Regions from separate parts of the Sus scrofa genome. Here all the other regions are linked to region 3. A link is a contact called in public HiChIP or PLAC-seq data. All regions are on one chromosome and are shown on one strand. Each heading gives the region's core, a stretch centred on a gene start, on an enhancer-like site or on the middle of the called end of the contact. The rest is flanking DNA. Distances are from core to core; before and after follow the strand shown. Region 1 holds the start of ACTL6A (actin-like protein 6A). Region 2 holds the start of GNB4 (guanine nucleotide-binding protein subunit beta-4). Region 3 holds the start of ZMAT3 (zinc finger matrin-type protein 3).

Region 1 (3,919 bases), core at 560-3,059, 450 kb after region 3:
ACACAACTAGTTTTCTCTTCAAAATTTAGCTATTACCAAATATTTTGATATTTATTTATTGGTCTTTTTAGGGTCACATCCAGGGCATATGGAGGTTCCCAGGCTAGGGGTTGAATCTGAGCTGTAGCCTCTGGCCCATGCCACAGCCACAGCAACACCAGATCAGAGCTGTGTCAGTGACCTACACGACAGCTCATGGCAACGCCAGATCCTTAACCCACTGAGCGAAGCCAGGGCTTGAACCTGCACCCTCATGAATACTAGTCAGGTTCATTTCTGCTGAGCCACGACAAGAATTCCATATATCTTATTTTATAACTCATCGGCTTTATTAAACACAACATAAAAACAGAGTGGAGACAGAATTTTATTTACAGTATGTATGTATGTATCTGCAGTGAGAACTGTAATCATGGGGCCACAGTTAACCCAGAGTACTTTGTGCATGGTACTAGATGTGTTAGATGTGTTACATGCATTGTCACTGGGGTCAGGAAACTCTCCCTATAAGTGATCCAATAGTAAATATAGCCTCCAGCTATGGCCTCTGTACTAAAACTCAACACTGCCCTTCAGACAAAAAAGCAGCCACAAACATATTCCAGTAAAACAGCTTATCATTAGATAAATGTGAATTTTACATAATTTTCACGTCACGAAATATTTTTCTTAAAATTATTAATTTTTTTTTAACTGGAACAGTCATTAATAGCTCAACAGCCACACAAAAACAAAGTAGTCTGGATTTGGCCCTGGGGCCATAGTTTGCTGACTTCTGCATTGTCTCATTGGGTAAACGGGAATTTCTAAATGATCAGGTATACTGCCATTACACTAAGTAAATAGGGAAGGGTTTTCTCCCTAACCTTGTTCCCCACCCTACTATCACTTTCAGCCTTGCTGCTGGCACTGAGACTGATGCGGCTTTATTCAACTGTTCTTAAGATAAGAGGTACCTATATGTCTAGACTCTAGGCAGACCAAGAACCATGAAGACATACAACTGATCTTAAGAATTTTAGCTGGAGCGACATGACCATGCTTTGGGTATTTTCATAAATCAAGCCGCCTGCAAAATGGCTAAAAGGGCAAGGCGACAAGTTATTGTAGTAATCCAGAGGAGCGACAACGGTGATCTGTACCAGTAGAAATAGACAGGTTGGAGATGTATTTAGGATTAGGTGATCGCTTGGAGGAGGATTGACTATATTGCTTTACACCTGGCTCAGAGGATAAAAGAAATTTATGACACTTTGAAAAACAACTTGTAAAGTGCTACCTAAATTTAGCGGGATACTGTATCATTCCCTTCTTTCAACTATTCATAACCATTTAAAAAACTTCACGGTCCTATCGGTTTGTCCGATTTACAGATTCTCCCTACCCCAAACTGGCGCATGGCACGTTAATATTTTCAACATAAATTCGTTGAAAATAGCTTTAAAAAAATTCTTCATTCACCAATATCCAAAGCCGTCGGAACTATCGCATGGAGAGGATTCCAGACCCCCTTCTAGAGGTTTATCTGGATTTGCCGGATTCCCACCGCTCCTCCACGCGCAGCCTCACCCCCTGGTCCGGCCCCATACTCTTGCCGACAGCCTGCCTCCTCCCTCTCCCGCTCCCTCCGCCCCACTCTCGGGCCCTTTCGGGAAGCTCCGCCCCCCCCAGTTCCGCAACTCAACTCCTCTCCTTCCGTCGCTTTCCATTCTCCCCGCCCCCATGGCTGTTTTCAATTGGCTAAACTGGCTGTGCCGCGACGGGGAGCGCGGCAGAGCCTCGTTCTTATTGGTTGAAATATAGCCGGGCCTCTTGTGATTGGCTGCTAAGGGGAGCCAGCAAGTGTGACTGCGCTCCGGGGTGTGTGGACGCCGCTTTGTTGCCTGAGGGGGGTGGCGGTGGAAGTTAAGAGGGTCGGGGGCTAGAGCGTCTCCGGATCTGTAGTCGCGGCGGTTGCGGTCGCTTCGCCTGGTGTCCTTTAGCGTAGGAGTCGCGTCAACAGCAGCCATGAGCGGCGGGGTGTACGGGGGAGGTGAGTGAGTGCGGCTGCTCGAGAGCGCGCCTTTTTAGCGTGTGGGGTTCGTAACCGCCGCCCCCAGCCCTCCCCTCCCCTCCCCTCCCCGGCGGCCCTTCCGGTCTCCCCCTCTCGGGACCCCGGCCTCCCCGCCCCATCCCCGCCCCGCGCTTTGCCCGCCCCCGGAGCCCACCCGGCTCCACGATCGCCCCGGGCGCCCGGAGTCGCCGCCCCCTGGGGCCTCTTCCAGTTTCCGCCCGCCGGGGAACCGGTTTTTGGGGGTGCACGCCGCCCCGGGGCTGGGCGGACAGCTCCCCTCGGGGGCCCGGCCCGGCGAGCCGCGACTGGATTGGCCGGCTCAGGGGCTCTTCTCAGGCAGTCGGCTCTGTTGGGGTGTGCGTGCTTGCGTGTTTAAACTTGGGAGGTCCCGGCAGTTAGCTAGTGTGGACCGCGGGTTTTCGCGGCGTCGGGGAGATGGCAAAGCGAGCCGCGAGGGTTGGAACTGATTGGAGGAGTGGCGGCCACTCCGGACGCAGCCTCCTCTCCGTCCGCGCTCCGCACTCATGCTGCCTCACCTTTCAATAACTCCTGCATATATGTTGACTGTGGATTCTCCAGAGTTATTCGTGGGCGGGTCTGCTCAGGGTTAGTATAGAGATATGGGTAATTTAAGAATGAGTGGGGTGCGCGGTATAGTGAAAGATTTCCGCGGGCTGGGGCTTACATCCACCTGGGTTGTAATATCAGCCTCACTTTTTATTAAACTCTTTGCCTTGGGCAAGTTGTTTAACTTTTCCCAACTTCAGACGATTCGTTTGTGGAATGAAAATTCCTACCCATTGGGATGATTGTGAAGGTTAAGGGGGGGTAATGCTACACTTGCTACTCAAAGTATGAGCCAAAGATCAATAGCATCAGCTTCACTTGTAAGCTCTTTAGAAAATACTGAATTAGAGCCTCCGTTTTTTTGCAAGATACCTAGGTGAAGCACTGAGTTATATGATTTCCTAACCCAAAATGTTGGTCTTGTTGTTGTGTTTAGTAAGGATATTGTTTCTGAAGAGGTTTTATAGGTAGGATATGAAAATAAGGTTTTTAAAGTTCTTAGTAGTTTTGAAATGAAGCTTGAGTCTCAGGTGACACACTGACCCTCACCCCCTCCTTCCCTGTATATGTTCTTAGTTTTAATTTCTCAAATGTGAGAGTTAGTAGTTTCCCATTTTTACTTTGAAGAAAGCCTAGTGGATCTTCATGATTTACTTCTCTCCCATCTGAAGATGCAGTCCTGACAGAAAAACTGGATCTATGTGCCTTTGCCTCATGAAGGCTACTGACTGTATTGACTTTCAGGTTCACTGATCCAAGGACCTAAAGGCTACCCACTGAGTAATTCCTTACAAGGCATTGTTTAATGTGATTAAGGTAGAAATAGATACCAATAATGCGAACGTTAACATTTATTGAGTGCATGCTGTGTACCAAGAACTGTTCCAGAGGCTTGCTGTTGCATTTAACACATGCATGAACTTAATCAACAACAACCGTGGGGGATGGTACTGCTTATCCCTGTATTATTAAAGAGGAAAATGAGGTTTAGAAAAGATTAAGTAGCTAGCCTAGAGTTACCTAACTTTCTAGTAAATGGGAAATAGGAACCTCTGGGATAAAGAAAAGGCATTTCAGTAAAACCCTTTCCCACTTAAAAAAAAAAAAAAAAAAGGTTTTTGGTTGTTTCTCCATAAGCCGTTCTTCAAGTATATAACCACAGCATATTCATATATGATTTAGATATTCACAATAAATATCCTATGTCTCATTTGCTTATGTAGAGGAATATATCTTAAAGTCTACTTCATATATAAAGTATTTAAAACTCACAAAAATGCATGGTTATAAAGTATTTAA
Region 2 (3,841 bases), core at 483-2,982, 370 kb after region 3:
ATTCTGTAAGTTAACAAAGGCTAACTCAGAACAATCTCCTAAATAACACCTATGGCTCACAGACATGAACATAAATGTATCACACTCAGATTAAATAATTTCATAAATGTGTGTATACAAGAGAATTAAAAGACATTTAATAAAATGATATTTTTAAAGTTCCTATTTCACTTTCAAATTCATCTACAAACCAAAATGCAACATGTAAAGTCTTTAAATGATCTGTAACCAAATACTGAAATATACAATAAACTTTCAGAGCCCAGGATCAGTAATAAACCAAAAGCCCCACACTGAAAAGTCTAAAAAATAAAAATATGCAATGGCGAAGAGATTCAAAGCATACAACTTTACCTATACAGACTATTGTTTTCCTTGGCGACTAGAAATGACTTCTCTTTCATCTTAAAGAAGGAGAGTGTGCTCTGTTTCTGTTCTAAAAGACACACTTAAAGGTCACAATCTCAGTTTGCAACACTAAGATGGACCGATAGTAAAGCGTTCTAATCAACAATTCAATGCCGAATGTCTTAAGAAAACTTTCCAGTAGGGTGCTAATTCACAGACCGAGCTATTCTGCCAGTGGAGGGAGAAAGATGCGTCCACACCCTTTATTAAAAGAGAAAGGGAAGGAGTAGGAAAAAAGGGAAGAGAGAGATGCAAAATAACAAACTGCTTCTATAAACAAATTTAAGCCTGTTTTTAAACTTTTGGGAATTCTATCTTCCTTTACCGACGGAAGAGCAATAAATATCAAAGCACAAGGAAATTATTTGTGTTCTGAAGCAGAAAAAGAACGTGGAGAGAAAAGGAAAACATTTTATCATGTGTTGAACTTAAAAGTATTCAAAATTCTTAACACCCCCCCTTACTGTGCATCATATTTCCAAAATAAATTTAACACGAAACTAATGGACTCATTTTTAGCACTCAGTGGAGAACTTTTATGAGCTCTCCCAGGGCTCTCGACCCAATAACCCTTTTGGGCAGCCCTGAATAATCGCTATCCTCAGGACAAACACCAGCTCGCGTTCCAGTGCCCCGAAGGGACCTCGGGGTGCGGAGAGGCACCTAGGGGTCGAAAGCCCAGGGACCATGGCTCACCCCCTCGCTGCCCAGAGCGAGCGGTCCCAAGGGCCTAGGAAGTGTCCGAAGCTGCGGCCAAACGGCCGGTCCCTGCACTAGAGCGCCACCGAGGCGCGCCCGCCCCGTCCTCCCAGGCAGGGTTCGCCGACCGGAGCTCCCAATCCTCGGGTCAGGAGGAACTCTGCCGGACCCGGGCCGCCTCCAGGGCCGAGTTCCGCCGGGGCAGCCTCGCGGCGCCTCACGCCCCCCTGCAGGAAGCCCGAGATGCCCCCGCGGGGCGCACCGACCAGCCGCAGCTTGCGCGGCAGCCGCCTACCTGGAGGGAGCTCGGGCCGGCTTGGACCCGGCGTCCGAGGGTCGGCTGGGCGCCTCGCAGCTCCTGGCGCACGGACCGGGCGTGCGGAGCGCAGCGCAGCGCACCGCCGAGACCAACGCCGCGGAGATCCGCCGACCACACCCAGGCCCGCGCCGCCCAGCAGCCAACTCTGCGGCGCGCGGGGCCGGGGCGGGGACGTGGCTTGAGGCGCGAGGCGCGAGGCACGAGGCGCGCGGGTCCCGCGGGGACGCGGCGCGGGCGCGCGCAGACCCCTGAGCGTGCGCGGCCTGGGCAGGGGGCGAAGGCAGCTGGCGCTGCGCACAGCTTCTGCTTCCTATTTTCTATCTCGTTTCCTGCTAGAAGGAGAAGAAAAACATTAATTCCCAGGCAGTTTCGTTTTCTTGGTGCAGCGCCTGGACGACGGAGCACACTTCTGAGTAGCGCCCAAGTGGGTTGGCCAGTTTTCCTTCCCGGCACAGTACAGGCCTCAGTTTGCTTGAGGGTAGGGCAGGGGGGCTGACTTAGAAGATCTCAAGGTCCCGCTTAGGTTTAACATTTCTGGAATTTTAAATGTAAGAGAGTAAACTGAAGCCCAGAGTCTTACAAAATTGCACTGCAATCCCAGCTCTAATGTCGCTAGTTTTGTGATCCTGTACCGTCTCAGGGCCTTAGTTTCACCGGCGAAATAGGGATAGTGTATCTGCCTCATAAAGGTGCTAAAATTTTTAATGAGATAACATTTAAACAGAGCCTACCTCTGAATAAATAATCAATGCTTGGAAGTTGTTACTATTGTCACTGATGAAAGGAGGCCTTCCAGATAACCCCATCAAGTCACTTGTCTCTGCATGAGTTAAAACATCACATGCAACCGACTTTTCCCACATTTCTCTGGGTGTTTTATGTTTAAAATGTCATAAAATGAATGCATCTACCAAATTTGCTTCCTCTGAAGTCAGTACCGCCCGGGAGCAATTTTCCTCTCCCCACCCCCATCTTTCTTCTGAGTTAATTCCAGTTTGACAGACTGTTGCTATAGCATTCCTTCTCTGACGTCAAACAATTTAAAGAAACAGCCCTGGGTAACGAAAACTGCAGAGGAGTTCTTTGTCGAGTTTCTGTGCTGGAGAAAGGTTTGAACAATATCTTCAGAGAACTTTAACACCTCCGCAGCCTTCCATTTCTTCTTCAGCAGCTTCCCACTATCACCTGGAATAAATCTTCTAGTACCTTTGTGATGAATGCACCCTGACTGAAGCTGTGGAGAAAATGTGACCCTTTGTATAAAAGCCAGACCATAACAAAAATGGAAACAGCTGTGGTACTAGGATGATAAAATTATAGGGTTCCCCCCCAAATTTTCATTTCTTAATGTGGGGTGTCTGGAAGGTTGATTGGGACCTGAATGGGTCCTTTGCAACTGTAACTGTTTATAGATTTTAATGATTAAATCTTGAGCTTTGTCATTTTTAGGAGGAAGCAAAGGAAAATTGTTATTTATTTAAGAAATTCCTATTATGTACCAGACTCCCTGCTTTCTTCTTTCTTTCTTTCTTTTCCTTTTTTCTTTTTTTCTTTTTTTTTTTTTTTTTTTTTTGACTTTTTGCCTTTTCTAGGGCCACTCCCAGGGCATATGGACGTTCCAAGGCTAGGGGTCTAATCTGAGCTGTTGCTGCCGGCCTACGCCAGAGCACAGCAACTTGGGATCTGAGCCACATCTGCAACCGACACCACAGCTCACAGCAACTCGGGATCCTTAACCCACTGAGCAAGGCCAGGGATCGCATCCACAATCTCATGGTTCCTAGTTAGATTCGTTAACCACTGAGCCACGACGGGAACTCCAGACTCCCTGCTTTCTGATATTGTATTATTCTCATACTGACTTTACAATGTGCATTCTATCCCCATTTTACAGATTAGTAAATTGAGGCTCAGTGAGATTATGGCATTTACCTAGAATTATACAGAAAGTGTCATAGCCTTACATGGAATCCAGATTGGGTTGACTCCAAAGCCAACTTTCTTTTTATTTTCTTTTTTTCCTACAGCTACACCTCCACCATGTGGAAGTTCCCAGGCCAGGGTCGAACTGGAGCTGGAGCTGCTGGCCTACACCACAGCCACAGAGCACCAGATCTTTAACCCACTGAGTAAGCCAGGGATCAAACCCACATCCTCGTAGATACTAGCCATGTTCTTAACCCGCTGATACACAACTGGAACTCCTAAATCCCACTTTCTTTAAGATTCTTCTCTGTCTTATTCTCATGCGACTGGCACTTAACAGATATCATAGGTCTTTGAGAGGTGATTAGGTTAAGATTATTAGTTGAAAAACAAGTTGCTTGTATTTAGGAAAACCCAGTGGAAAGTACTGAGATATTCTAGTCTAGAAAAGATGAGGGGAAATATAAATCAACATCTTCTAAACACAAA
Region 3 (3,676 bases), core at 375-2,874:
TTATGAAAGCTCACTCCCACTTGAGGAAATAGCATGGGGCTCCTCCAGTATCTTCTACAGGTTTCCGTCGAAATAAAGGCCTGATAACCTCCCCAAGAAAAAATTCTGGCCAAGAACAAACTTACCTATTATCACATTTTACCTTTACAACGTTTGAAGAAAAGCTACATAGTCTAAAATTTTTTCTTATAATATGTAACAATAAAAATGATGTCAACTACCCCGAAAGAATGTGTGCAGGACAATTACATCAGATATTACTATGCTTTAAAAAAATTTTTTAACAGTAGCATAAAACTAAAATCTACAAGAAGTAGTAAAACGAAGCCTTCTGTAGTAAAACGAAAGCACGAATGGTGGAACATAAAGAGACTCAAAGCAAATGCGGCTGTGTTCAACTACTGCATTAGATTAAAAGAAACTAACTTGATGAATGATATAAATAAAATATTCCTCAGATCATAAAAGCCGTTCAATTTGACGCTTAAAGTGGCATAAATGAAGGACTTACGATGGTTAATGACCCGGTGTGGAAGGGATTGAAGGAACAATAAAGAAAACCAAAGCTTCACAGAGTACCCTGTTTAAGGAAAACGAAAGATCATAGCATAGTTATAATGATCAGACTGGGGCCTACTCTTCACATACTGTATTAAAGACAACCACTTTCTCATTCGGAAAAATCTTCTGAGGAAAGAGAACACAATAAAGAAACAGGTTACCAGCACCCTCAGCAAACTAGGGAAGTCTGTAACTGGAAATTCTGGAAATGAGGGAAAGACGGTGAGCATTATTCAGAGGTCATCAGAAGGCAGAGAGAAGGAATGAGAAAGAGGAAAATAGAAAAATAATTAGTTGAGGTAAGGTACATCGCATAAAGAAGACCCAAAAGAACGCAAGAATCTGGGGGAGAAAAGGCCTGGGTGAATTGGCGAATGTTTTCCAGTCTCAGCTACGACGGTTCCTAATCCTAGGGAACCTTTCACATATTGGAATCAAAGCTACATGTACTTCAGTATCGCCCACATATACCCTACATTCCTAAAATGTGCATGCATAATACAGAAGCGCGCACACACACATACATTCACACGCACGCACCTCAATCCCATAAGGATGCCATCACGAAAGATGGAATCCCCGGTCTCCCACGGGGCGGGGGCAAGCTCGAGGGCCAAGGCAGCTGCACGCCTAGATGATCCAAACAGTACACGTGAAATGCTTAAAAACAACCAGATAAATAAAAGCAGCGCAAACCTGTCACGTGGAGCACAGGTGGAAAGACCGCACCGGAAAGGAACCGCTAGTCCCTTAGCTTCTGGGCTCGTCCTATATTCCCCGAGGCTCGCGATACCCCGCACTTACCGGAACCCCCGGGACTCGACGGAGTCTAGGCGCCGCGTCTTCCCCGGCCACCCGCCGCCGTCCGTCCTGCGCGCTCGAATCTGCCTGGTTCGTCTCCGCCGGGTTCAACTCTGCCTCCCTCCGCGCAACTTTCTCAGCTGGCCCAGGCAAGCCCCCTCCGCAGCTGAAGGCTGACTGTCAAAAGTCAGTGCTACCGGACCCACAGGGAAACAGCTGCAGGAAGTGACTGCGGAACCGGGAGGCGGCGGAGGAGGAGACTGAAGGCGCCGGCCCGGCGTCGCCAGTGCGCATGTCCTTGGTGGAGCAGGCCAGGCGACGGCCGCAGTAGCGGCGGCGGCAGCGGCTCCAGCATCCCGGGCGGGTGCGGTGCGCGCTGGGCATGTGCGGGGACTGTGAGCGCAGGGGCACTGAGGAACAAAGGCACAAGTCAGAGGGCTGATACACCACCGCGGACCCTAAAAGCTGTTTATCATATAACCTGGAAAGTTGATACAGAGCAGAAACCTGAACAGAGTTTTTGCAACTTTCACCTCCAGTCATTGAGATCCCAACTGTTTTCATTCCAGCCCCGCCTTCAGTCTGCTGATTGCCGGCTCAGGCGACTGAGAGGAGCTGCCAAAATATCCAGGATCCTTTAAACTCCTGCGGCAGAACCTTGAAACTGCACCTTCTTCCAGGATAAAGAATTCCAATCACATAAGAATTCCCCCCACCCTCCGACTCGAGAAACACACACACACACACACACACACACACACCCTCCCCAGCACCCAAAGCTGGCAAGATAGAGATGACTTTCTCTTGCTCGCGCTGCTCCCCGTCCCCTCAGCCTCACCTGCAAGACAGAAAAGACCAGGAAGAGACATTTAAGACTAAAATGTCACATCCTCTCATAGTAAACCTCAACGCTTTCAGGGACGACACTGAGAGATGAGTCGAGAGAATTCCAGCTCTAAAATGGTATTAACTAGTAAATTCTCCAATAAGAATACAATAAGAATATTTTCTGGGAGGGGGGGTAAAATATACATAACATAAATTTATCATTTTCACCATTTTAAATGTTCAGTTCAGTGATATTAAGTACATTCACAAGTTGTGTTTATTTTTTAATAATTAATTAAAATGTCAAGGAGATCTACATACAGCAAGATGTGTCCTAATAGTTGTAGGCAAACTACTGCAGCAAATTGAGGCTTTTTCTTTGGCTGAAGCACGCCATCCAATACTATCACCAACAAACCAAATAGAGTGTTTTCTAGAAATAACTTAATATATACAATGATGCTTTAAAAATCGCAACCACTGCTAATGTACACAGGCTATTTGTGCAGTGTAATTCATCATGCCTAGGTAGAAAACAAGAGTTTTTCTGAACTAAGCTTCTGTTTATGTATACGTACTTTGTGCCAAATTTTTAAATGACCACATTGTTTTTAAATAGTCCAGTTTTTTTTTTTTTTTTCTTCCCCCTTTTCTACGGCCGCTTCCCGTGGCATATGGAGGTTCCCAGGCTAGGGGTCTAATCGGAGCTGTAGCCGCCGGCCTACACCAGTGCCACAGTAACGTGGGATCCCAGCCACATCTTCAACCTACACCACAGCTCAGGGCAATGCCAGATCCTTAAACCACTGAGCGAGGGCAGGGATTAAACCCGCAACCTCATGGTTCCTAGTCAGATTCCTTAACCACTGTGCCACTACCGGAACTCCAAAATAGTCCAGTTTGATTTGTCTGCATGTAGCTGTCCAGTTTTCCCAACACCATTTATTGAAGAGGCTGTCTTTTCCCCATTGTGTATTCTTGTCTCAGTTGTCATAGATTAATTGGCAATGTAAGTGTGAAATTTATTTCCGCGTTCTCTATCCTGGTCCATTGATCTATGTGTCTGTTTCTGTGCCAGTACCATACTGTTCTGATTACTGTAGTATAGCCTGAAGACATGGAGCATGATACTTCCAGCTCTGTTCTTTCAAGATTGTTTGGGCTCTTCAGGGTATTTGTGTAATTAGTTTTTCTAGTTTGTGAAGAATGCCATTGGTATTTTGATAGTGATTGCTTTAAATCTGTAGATAGTCTTGGGTAGTACAGTTCTTTTTACAATATTTATTGGAAATCCATGAACGCAGTGTATCTTTCCATCTGTTTGTATCATCTTCAGTTTCTTTCATCAATGTCTTACAGTTTTTGGAGTACAGGTTTTTACCTCCTTAGGTAGGTTTTTTTTCCCAGGTATTTTATTCTTTTTGATATCATGGTAAATGGAATTGTTTCTTTAATTTCTTTTTTTTATAGTTTGTTGTTAGTGTAT

Evidence for each region. HiChIP or PLAC-seq counts read pairs in DNA pulled down with a chosen protein or histone mark.
Region 1: a contact with region 3 is called in an H3K27ac HiChIP or PLAC-seq map of alveolar macrophages. The contact joins the promoter of ACTL6A here to the promoter of ZMAT3 in region 3. A contact is called at or near these places in 2 of 5 promoter capture datasets (fetal liver and liver), 2 of 47 Hi-C or Micro-C datasets (embryonic fibroblasts and omental adipose tissue) and 2 of 2 datasets of contacts at active chromatin or transcription factors (alveolar macrophages and skeletal muscle).
Region 2: a contact with region 3 is called in an H3K27ac HiChIP or PLAC-seq map of alveolar macrophages. The contact joins the promoter of GNB4 here to the promoter of ZMAT3 in region 3. A contact is called at or near these places in 1 of 5 promoter capture datasets (fetal liver) and 1 of 2 datasets of contacts at active chromatin or transcription factors (alveolar macrophages).

What each region holds. Positions count from the first base shown.
Region 1 is chr13:117,596,606-117,600,524 of Sscrofa11.1, forward strand. It overlaps ACTL6A (actin-like protein 6A), which reads left to right and starts at 1,810. Exons shown (of 14, transcript XM_003132545.5): 1 at 1,810-2,032. The coding sequence starts at 2,008.
Region 2 is chr13:117,511,655-117,515,495 of Sscrofa11.1, forward strand. GNB4 (guanine nucleotide-binding protein subunit beta-4) reads right to left here and starts at 1,733. Exons shown (of 10, transcript XM_021069860.1): 1 at 1,403-1,733.
Region 3 is chr13:117,146,015-117,149,690 of Sscrofa11.1, forward strand. It overlaps ZMAT3 (zinc finger matrin-type protein 3), which reads right to left and starts at 1,625. Exons shown (of 7, transcript XM_021069855.1): 1 at 1,366-1,625; 2 at 1,102-1,191.